Regions from separate parts of the Zea mays genome. Here regions 1 and 2 are each linked to region 3. Evidence: chromatin contacts called from public Hi-C data. All regions are on one chromosome and are shown on one strand. Each heading gives the region's core, a stretch centred on a gene start, on an enhancer-like site or on the middle of the called end of the contact. The rest is flanking DNA. Distances are from core to core; before and after follow the strand shown. Region 1 holds the start of LOC100526749. Region 2 holds the start of LOC103634937. Region 3 holds the start of LOC103634938 (casein kinase 1-like protein HD16).

The links. Hi-C and Micro-C count contacts between places; a contact is called where the count stands out from the background.
Region 1: a Hi-C map of tassel shows a contact between it and region 3, with 1.9 times the contacts expected there. The contact joins the promoter of LOC100526749 here to the promoter of LOC103634938 in region 3. A contact is called at or near these places in 3 of 25 Hi-C or Micro-C datasets (ear, leaf and tassel).
Region 2: a contact with region 3 is called in a Hi-C map of root tip, with 2.6 times the contacts expected there. The contact joins the promoter of LOC103634937 here to the promoter of LOC103634938 in region 3. A contact is called at or near these places in 9 of 25 Hi-C or Micro-C datasets (bundle sheath, ear, endosperm and 4 more) and 2 of 3 datasets of contacts at active chromatin or transcription factors (leaf and seedling).

The regions. Positions count from the first base shown.
Region 1 is chr8:22,843,980-22,846,701 of Zm-B73-REFERENCE-NAM-5.0, forward strand. LOC100526749 reads right to left here and starts at 1,317. Exons shown (of 3, transcript NM_001199029.1): 1 at 646-1,317; 2 at 61-512. The coding sequence starts at 1,315.
Region 2 is chr8:22,780,817-22,783,788 of Zm-B73-REFERENCE-NAM-5.0, forward strand. It overlaps LOC103634937, which reads right to left and starts at 1,328. Exons shown (of 6, transcript XM_020542406.2): 1 at 966-1,328; 2 at 43-163. The coding sequence starts at 1,285.
Region 3 is chr8:22,997,205-22,999,983 of Zm-B73-REFERENCE-NAM-5.0, forward strand. LOC103634938 (casein kinase 1-like protein HD16) reads right to left here and starts at 1,508. Exons shown (of 17, transcript XR_002264153.3): 1 at 1,025-1,508.

The sequences.
Region 1 (2,722 bases), core at 67-2,566, 150 kb before region 3:
TCGGTGGCACTGGCGTATGCACGTAGAAACCGGCGGTGGGTCGTACGTCGATCGTGTTACCTTGTCAACGTCTGCGGCGGTCGTGTCGCTGGCGCCGCCGTAGTACACCGCGCCCTCGAGGAAGTAGAGGACGCCGCCGGCCTCCTCGGCTAGCGCCGCGATGCGCGCGGCGTCGGTAGCCGAGTAGAAGGACGAGGAGGACGGCGGCGGCTGCGAGCGCCAGCTGCCGATGAGGCCCTGCTGGAGGTCGGTGACGACGGAGCCCTCGACGTAGTCCATGAGCCCGGCCAGCGCGCCGCCGCGGCGCTCGTCGTCGGCGATGAGCCGCTCCTGGTCGGCCGTGAGGTCGGCGGCGCCGGTGTAGAGGAGCCGCAGCCAGCGCGCCCTCGCCGGCGCCGGCGCCAGCGGGATCCGCGCGCGCGTTATGATGCCGAACTGCCCCAGCCCTCCCAGCACGGCGTCGAAGAGGTCGGCGTCCTTCTCCTTGGAGCACGTCACCATGTCACCTGTTCCTGTGAGGGTTCACGCGAGTTCCAAAACTAGCTATATATATCACCCGGTTTCCACGTCCATGTCCATTCCATAGGACGTATACTCCACATGTTATTGATCGATCTTATCATAAGCACAGCCACGTACACGTACCCGTGACGACGTCGAGCTCTAGGACGTTGGATATCTGCGGGCCGTGGCGGAAGGCCTGGCCGCTGATGCCTGCGTTGGAGAGCGTGCCGCCGACGGTGAGGCGGAGGTAGTCCGTCCAGGAGCGAGGCGTGAGGCCGTGCGCCAGGGCGGCGTGCAGCACGTCCACCCACAGCTGCTCGCCGCCGGCGTCGATGTAGCGCCCGTCCACCGACACGGCGAGCCTTGCGGAGGCGGAGGTGGAGGAGGCGTTGGTGGTGGCGGTCTCGTCGCGCCCTGCAGCTACTGCTAGCGACGCCATGTCGACGACGACGCCGCCGGGGGCCGTGGCCTGGCCCCGGGTCGAGTGCCCGCGGCCCCTCGCGGAGACCGGGAACGGCGAGGCGCTCGCGCTGGACGCCCGCAGCAGCGCGGCGATGTCGGCGGCGCACGACGGGTAGAACACGGCCGCCGGCCGGGCCGCGTCGTCCGCGGTCGCGTTGGTGCCGAAGTCGGTGGACGCGCGCGCCGTGGCCTCGGCGTCCGTGCGGACGCGCGCCGCCGTGGTGTCCGCGAGGCCGCGGATGATGTCGTGGATGATGGCGGAGGACGCGGCGAGCGTGGAAGGGGTCGCGGAGACGCAGCTGAGGAGGAAGCAGAGTGCTGCGACCGTGGAGGTCGTAGCTCTAGCCATCGTCATGATCAGTTGCTTGATGGAGGTTTTTGACGATGTACGCACGCACGCACGCAGCAGTGGAGAGCCGTGGTGGCCTATATATAGATTAAACTGCTGTTATTATTACCATTATTATTGTTACGAACGATTGAGAGTAAGATATATACTCCCTTCGTTTCGTTTTAGTTGTCGCTGGATAGTGTAAAATTAAACTATCCAGCAACAACTAAAAAAACAGAGGGAGAGAGTATAAGCTAAGATAGCCGTCGTCACTCGTCGGACACGTACAGAACCATGCAATAAGATATATAAGCTAAGATATATATACGACGTACATACACCGTAATACCGTATGTATATATGTGTAGCGTAGGCATGGTTTACAAAACCGGTAAAAACTGACGGTAAACCAGTCGGGATACGGTTTCGATAAATCACCGTTTTTTAAAAAATTCGTTCTAAATTCAAAAGATTTAAAAAAATCATAAAAACCAAAAACCACTGGTAATAGTGGCGTAGCTAGGATTTATTCATGAGGTATGCCATAAGAAATTTTTCATAAATAATTTAGTATGCAAGTTAATATGAAATAGTCCAAACATCAAGTACAAAATATATTAAATAAACATGCATACCTGTTTCAAAGTAAATTTCAATATTACTTGTTGCATGTTTCTTTTTTGTTTTGGTGTTGTTCCTTGCTCCAAGCCTGCAAGTCCACGTAAATTGCTGTTGCGCGCGTTGGATTGGTGGTCCAGTGGGCCGACCCATAGGGTATGCCGTGGCCCACCCGGACCACCCTGTAGCTACGCCACTGACTGGTAAACCGTTTTCTGGGACCGGTAAACTGGTATTTGAGACCGGTAAACCGCCAATTTTTACCGGAAAACCGGATTTAATACCAAAACTGAGTATTTAGTGGTCAATTTAGTCATATTAGTCTTGTTTACTATTGTATGCTATATGTGAATATGCTATATGTTATATGTGAAGATAAACCCGTAGCTCAAGTTAACTTTAGGCATTTAGTGGTTAATTTCTTTTTTATTTCCTGTCCAAGATGGAATCCGTAGATCAAGTAGCTTCATTTCTTCCAATAACTATCTGTCTAGACAAGACTCAATCTAGAACCCTTAGCTCCAGTTCTTCTATATGTGTTTTTAAGATTTGCTGATCAGGAGAAAAGTCTAACACTTGTGCAAAAGTCTAACACTTGGTGAGGTGCACCGTGCACATGCAATACACAAACACCAAACACACCTAAAGATGGCAATGGGTAAATACCCACCGGGTATTAGTACCCCATACCCATACCCACGATAAAAAATAACCACATTGGATCACCCATATACACTGGTGGTTATGGATTTACTCCTATACCCATACCCCATGTGGGTATGGGTCACCCATCGGGTCACCCATATC
Region 2 (2,972 bases), core at 78-2,577, 220 kb before region 3:
AGTAGAGGAAAAGGTGACAGCAAGAAAGTAGTGTTCAGGTACCGGCAACCTGTCCCATATTAAGCGGTCATCATCTGGCTTGAGGTGATAGTAAGCTGAGCCAAATGCTGCTGCTACATTCCCAGCATAAAAGAGAAACCATCCCGAGGCCTCCCACCTCAAGCTACATGATTCCACAAAATGGCATGTTATCAAATTTTTAAATTTATTTCAAGGGAACGAGTATGCTGTCATTCCTTATATAAAATTTCTTGAAGCAGCACACCTCACAGAAAATCATATATAGTTTAAAGCTACTTGATTCCACAAAGTGGCATGTTATCAATTTGTGAAATTTAATCCAAGGCAATGAGTGTTGCCATGAGCGATAGAAAAAGTTCTTGAAGCAGCACACCTCACAGAAAACCAGATTAGTTTCACATGAAGAGGCTTATCTGAAAAAGTAGGAGGATCGCACACATTTCATTTATTGGCTTCCATTGAAGCATATCAACCTACTTTTAATTGAACGCCCATGATTCAAATCCCCATTACCCAGCCATTCTATAATATGGCAAGATTAAATTGCACATTCTGAAGCAAAGCATTTCCTCAAGCAAGCAAGCAGATGGCTAGAAGACGTATAAGCAAAGGTTCTCAACATGATTCATGAGTGCCATCTCGTTTAACTTAAAAATCCACAGGATTAGTGGAACCTCATTCGGACATAATAGAAAAAAAAAACACCTATTGCCTCCTCTTGACCTCTTCTGAGTTCCGAAGCTTTCAAGCAAGACTCAAAAGATCGGACTATTTTACAACTACTATGCCAAAAGCATTGGTTAGCCAAAAAAAAATTATTCAATTTAAGGATCATCGATCTGTTCACTTGACTCAGGTGTAAGCAAATTACTAAACTAGGACATAAGACGAACTTCTTTAGACATTTCATCAAACAAAGGTAGGGTAAGGGCCAAGGGGGGCACCTGACGCCGAAGCACCCGCTGCCGCAGAGGCAGAGGACGAGGCCCGGGACCCCGGCGAGTAGAAGCGGGTAGGCGGTGAGCACGTTGAGCGTGTTGGGCACGCCGAGGAGATTGCGCATGTCGGCGAATAGGTGGAGCGCAGGGGTGTGGCGGAACCGCGGCGTGGCCACGAGGAGCAGCGCGGAGGCGAGGACGGCCCCGCAGGCGAGCGCGCGGCGCCGGTGGTTCTCGCGTCGGAGCAGAGCGGAAGCGAGCGCGACGGGCCCCGCGCCGGGGCCGCCTCGGCCCCGCGTCGGGGGTAAGTCGGCGGCGAGATCCATGCGGGCGGGGAGATGCTGCTGGTTGCGGGCTCAGTTGGATGCTTGCGGCGGAGCGTGGAGTGGAGTGGAGGCCTAGAGTTCCGCTGCTGGGCCGTCATTGTGATTATGGGCCGTTTTCTCAGGGTCATTTGTAGGCCAGACCTTATTCATATTAAACAAATGTCCATTTTACGTAAACAATAATGCTAAAAGTCGTCTTTTCCCTTCATTAATCACTAGATATATACCCGTGCGTTGCCACGAGAGTTAAAAATTAGTATTAAACATAATTTTAGAGGAATCATACAAGAATCAGTTCGTTTTCACAGGAAAAACGCAAGAAACGGGAAAATTTCCTCCGCTCCAAATGAGCCCTTAAAATAATTAATTACTCACGTAGGTCACTATCAACCATTTTGCAAAAGGGAAATTGCACAATCATACTACAAGAGATCGAGCATAATGCTACTTACGAACAATGAAACTGTTTTACAAGCGATTGAGCATACTGCTAATTTCTGAATAGTGTATGCACCTCAACGCAGCAATCAATCCTAACCTGGTAGCCAAACTCTCGCCAAGGCACCACACTAACAAGCATCAGTCACCCATGATCTTGACAAAAGCGAGAGGAGAATTGACAAAAGCGAGAGAGACCGAGAAGCAGGCAGGGAAATCGTACCTTCTAGGCCTCGTTCGATCCACGAGCTGCTGCAGCTTCTCACTCTGGCGGTGCTAGAGCACGTCCAGCCGATGCACGCGCGAACCGCTCGACACCCATGATCTTGCGCAGTGCACACCAGACCTAACTTGCGAACTACCAATGAGAATAGAATAGTTGGATCAATTGACAATTAAGGAAAACCCAGTAGAATATATGGATAATTAAGGAAACCCCATCATAGATAAACATTGCAATAGAAGTTTGTTTCCCAAATGACAACCATTCTAGTTATCTAGCAGAGAACATCTTTTGAGCCACGGGCATTAAGGAACAACAACAACAAGAACAGAATAACTCAATTCACATTCTAGTTATAAAATAGAGAACATTGTTTTTTGAACCACAAGCACCCAGTAGAATAGATGGATAATTAAGGAAAACCCATCATAGATAACAATTGCAATAGGAGCTGATTTCCCAAATGACAACCATTCTGGTTACCTAACAGAGAATATCTTTTGAGAAACAACAACAAGAACAAAGTAAATCACTTCACATTCTAGTTATCAAATAGAGAACATTGATTTTTGAACCACAGGCATTAGGAAATATCATCAACAAAGAACATATTAAATTGCTTCACATCACATGAGGCACAATGGGCAGTTTGGATTGCAACCTCCCAGGCAGATGCCTGCCAGGCATTCCATCGTAGCCATCAGGCGTCCAAAATCAATGGCATGGGATGCTGCTTGGGCCTGACAGGCCCATAGTGCATAAGCATGTTTTCTATCCAAGAATTCAATGTGACTGATGAACTTGAATAGCCGCTACAGGCACCTTGCATTTTAAGCTTAATTATTCCTATTTCTCTGAAAGGATAGTGTTCTAGTAAGGCAAGGAAACCAAAATCTTCATATCAGCAGACCAGACCACACATAAGGGGAGGAAGGGAAAGACACACAGATCGAATATTCAATGTCACCACTGTCATCTTGAATAGTTGGTCGAATATGAGTCTCCAACAATTTTTTTTATCATGGC
Region 3 (2,779 bases), core at 258-2,757:
ATTTAACCACTTTAGTTTTACAGACTACAGAGATGTGTGAGCCCAGCCAAACATAGAAGAAAGAGTGCAAAGAAACAAAAATCAAAAAGATAAAGATGATCCAATTTCACTCACTACCAACACCTATACAGCAGGATCAGTATATCTGACAGCATGGCCATTTATCCATTCCTGGCATGGAAAAGGTTCTGAAACTACAAATAATAAGGTTTATTGTTAGGACCTTACTACCCCCCCCCCCTCCCAAGTCTACTAGTTAATAGCCAATCATCTCCTTCAAAGTCATGATCAATAGTAAACTCCACAATACATGTATGTCCATAGAAAGCAGCAAGCAGATGCTACTAAAAGAATGACATATTGGGACATGATGAAGCAGAATTTGTCCCACTTGACTTGAGACAAACTAAAAGAAACAAGCAATGACAAAAAGGTACATGCATCATACATAACCGCTTCCAAAATAATGCATGCATCATACATAACCGCTTCCAAAATAACGGATTCAATAAATTCCATCCACGTGAGTAACATATCCTACAACTACTGCAACTGGCCAGACATCATATATAGTGACAAGTAACCACTTCAAACTAGCGAACACATTCCGTGCCAAATCCAGCAGTTAAAATTGCAACTCTCATGATACACCATATATATAGCTCACCAGTCAGATCTCTAGGACAGTTTAGAAACTTCAAACGTACCCTAACTTTAGAATTGTTCCATCTAGGATAAAACCAGTTGGAGAGATTGTACATAGTATATACATTTGTTGATCCTTTTTAGGCTCTCAGATTCTCATAGGTGCTAATTTGCCTAGCAACAACCACTAACCAACTCAGTGTGCAACAAACATACTATCTCATCATCATTGGGTTATCAATTGAACCGAATTCGGCTGCAGTCCACGGCCGGCAACGTTTAATCAAGCAACAGGACACTAAGGGCCCAGAAATTTCCAAAATAACTTAATAAGCATCTAAACTACGAAGGGAGAGACCAGGAGACATCTTGGGCTTACCGTCTGAGGCAACGGCGGAGCGGCCCCGTCGTCGCCCCCGGCGGCGGCGGCGGCGGCGGCGGCGGCCGCCCTGTCCCCGCTCCGGCCGCCGCTGTCGAACTCGTCCATGCCTCCCTCCCCTTCCTCCCGCTACTGTCGCTGCGACTGCTACTGCTACAGCACCAGACACCACGCAGGTCACGGTCCGGCTACTGGATTCCGCTGCTGGCGCCCTCCACCTCCACGGCCTCGTCGCGCGCAACCGCGGGGCGCTGGCATCCGTCACGGACTCAGCTCCAGGGCCGGCCCGCGTCCGGAGAGAAGATCGGGACGGGCGGCGAGCGGATACCGGGAGAGACGCGAGCGCGCTGGGTTAGGATTGGTCCCCGGCGGCGGATGGGGCGGTCGGCGGGAGGGGGGCCTCGGGGACGGTGGTCGAGGACGAGGAGAGCTCACGGCACGCAGACAGCAGCAAGGGGAACGGGAAAAAATATTTCTCGCCTCCTAGTCTCCTACTATTCCACGCCCTGTTTCGTGCTTTTTGTGATTCCGCCTGACCCAAGAGCTTACGTATGATACAAAATTTACGTCTACTTGTAAGATTTACTTCCGCAGGTCCATGATTTGTCGAGTTATCGTCGTTCTTTCCTTTTTTTTAAGATTGTCAAAGTTATAGGTACAGATATGAATATAGAAATAAATATTTATATTGCTATAGCTGTAGATATAGATTAGTAGAATGATATAAAATAAGACTCTTAAATAAAACATCGTTGATCGCTTTAAAGACAGTTGTTCGGACTAGGGCTGGAAAATTAGCTCGAGGCTCGCGAGCCGGCTCGAGCTCGGAGCGGCTCGCGAGCCTTAAACGAGCCGAGCCAAGCCCCTTCTTCGAGCTCTTTTTGCAGCGAGCCGAGCCGAGTCGGCTCGTTCCAGCTCGCGAGCCTTGCAAAAATGATTATTTTATGGAATAATAATGAATATTAGATAGTTTTATGGATAATAGCTCATTTTTTTAGTCTTTGATAATGAATATATTATAAGTTATAATTTAATTTACTTAGGCTGGCTCCAGCAGGGTCCTGTAAAAGCTCCTGTCCTCTAAATATAGAGGTTTGTCAGATCCTCTATCCCTCCAACAAGGGACTCTAAGGGTACGTTTGGTTACAATGACAGGACGGGATGGGATGGGACGATCCCTCAAATTAGTTTGTTTGGTTCTGGGTCAAGGGTTGGGACAGTAATATCCTATGTTGTCCCCTGTTGTCCCTCAAAATTGGAGGGACGAAAAAGGACGTCAGGGGACGATCCCGTCCTAGCTGTCCCACAACCAAACACACCCTAAAAGGTCCTCTAAGATTTAGAGGATGACATGCATGCGCTATGTCTAGAGGATGTACGGCGGTGCTCTATACACTGTGTTGATTTCTGTGCACGTGCTGACGAGCGGTAAAAAATAATATAGAATGTCAAATCTAGTAGCACTGTTGATATAAAGGATGAAATTTAGGGGATATTGCTGGAGATGAAGAATATATAGAGTACAGAATCTTTTAGAGAGTGCTGTAAAGGACAAAGAATATTCTTTTAGGGGATGAAATTTAGAGGACGTTGCTGGAGACAGCCTTATAATGTAGAATGATGATTCTATATTTCAAATTTATATAATGTTAATTCACCAAATAATGCAACGATAAATACCAGAATATGGCTCGCGAGCCGAGCCGAGCCGGCTCGCGAGCCAAGGTCGAGCCGAGCCGAGCCGAGCCTCTTTCA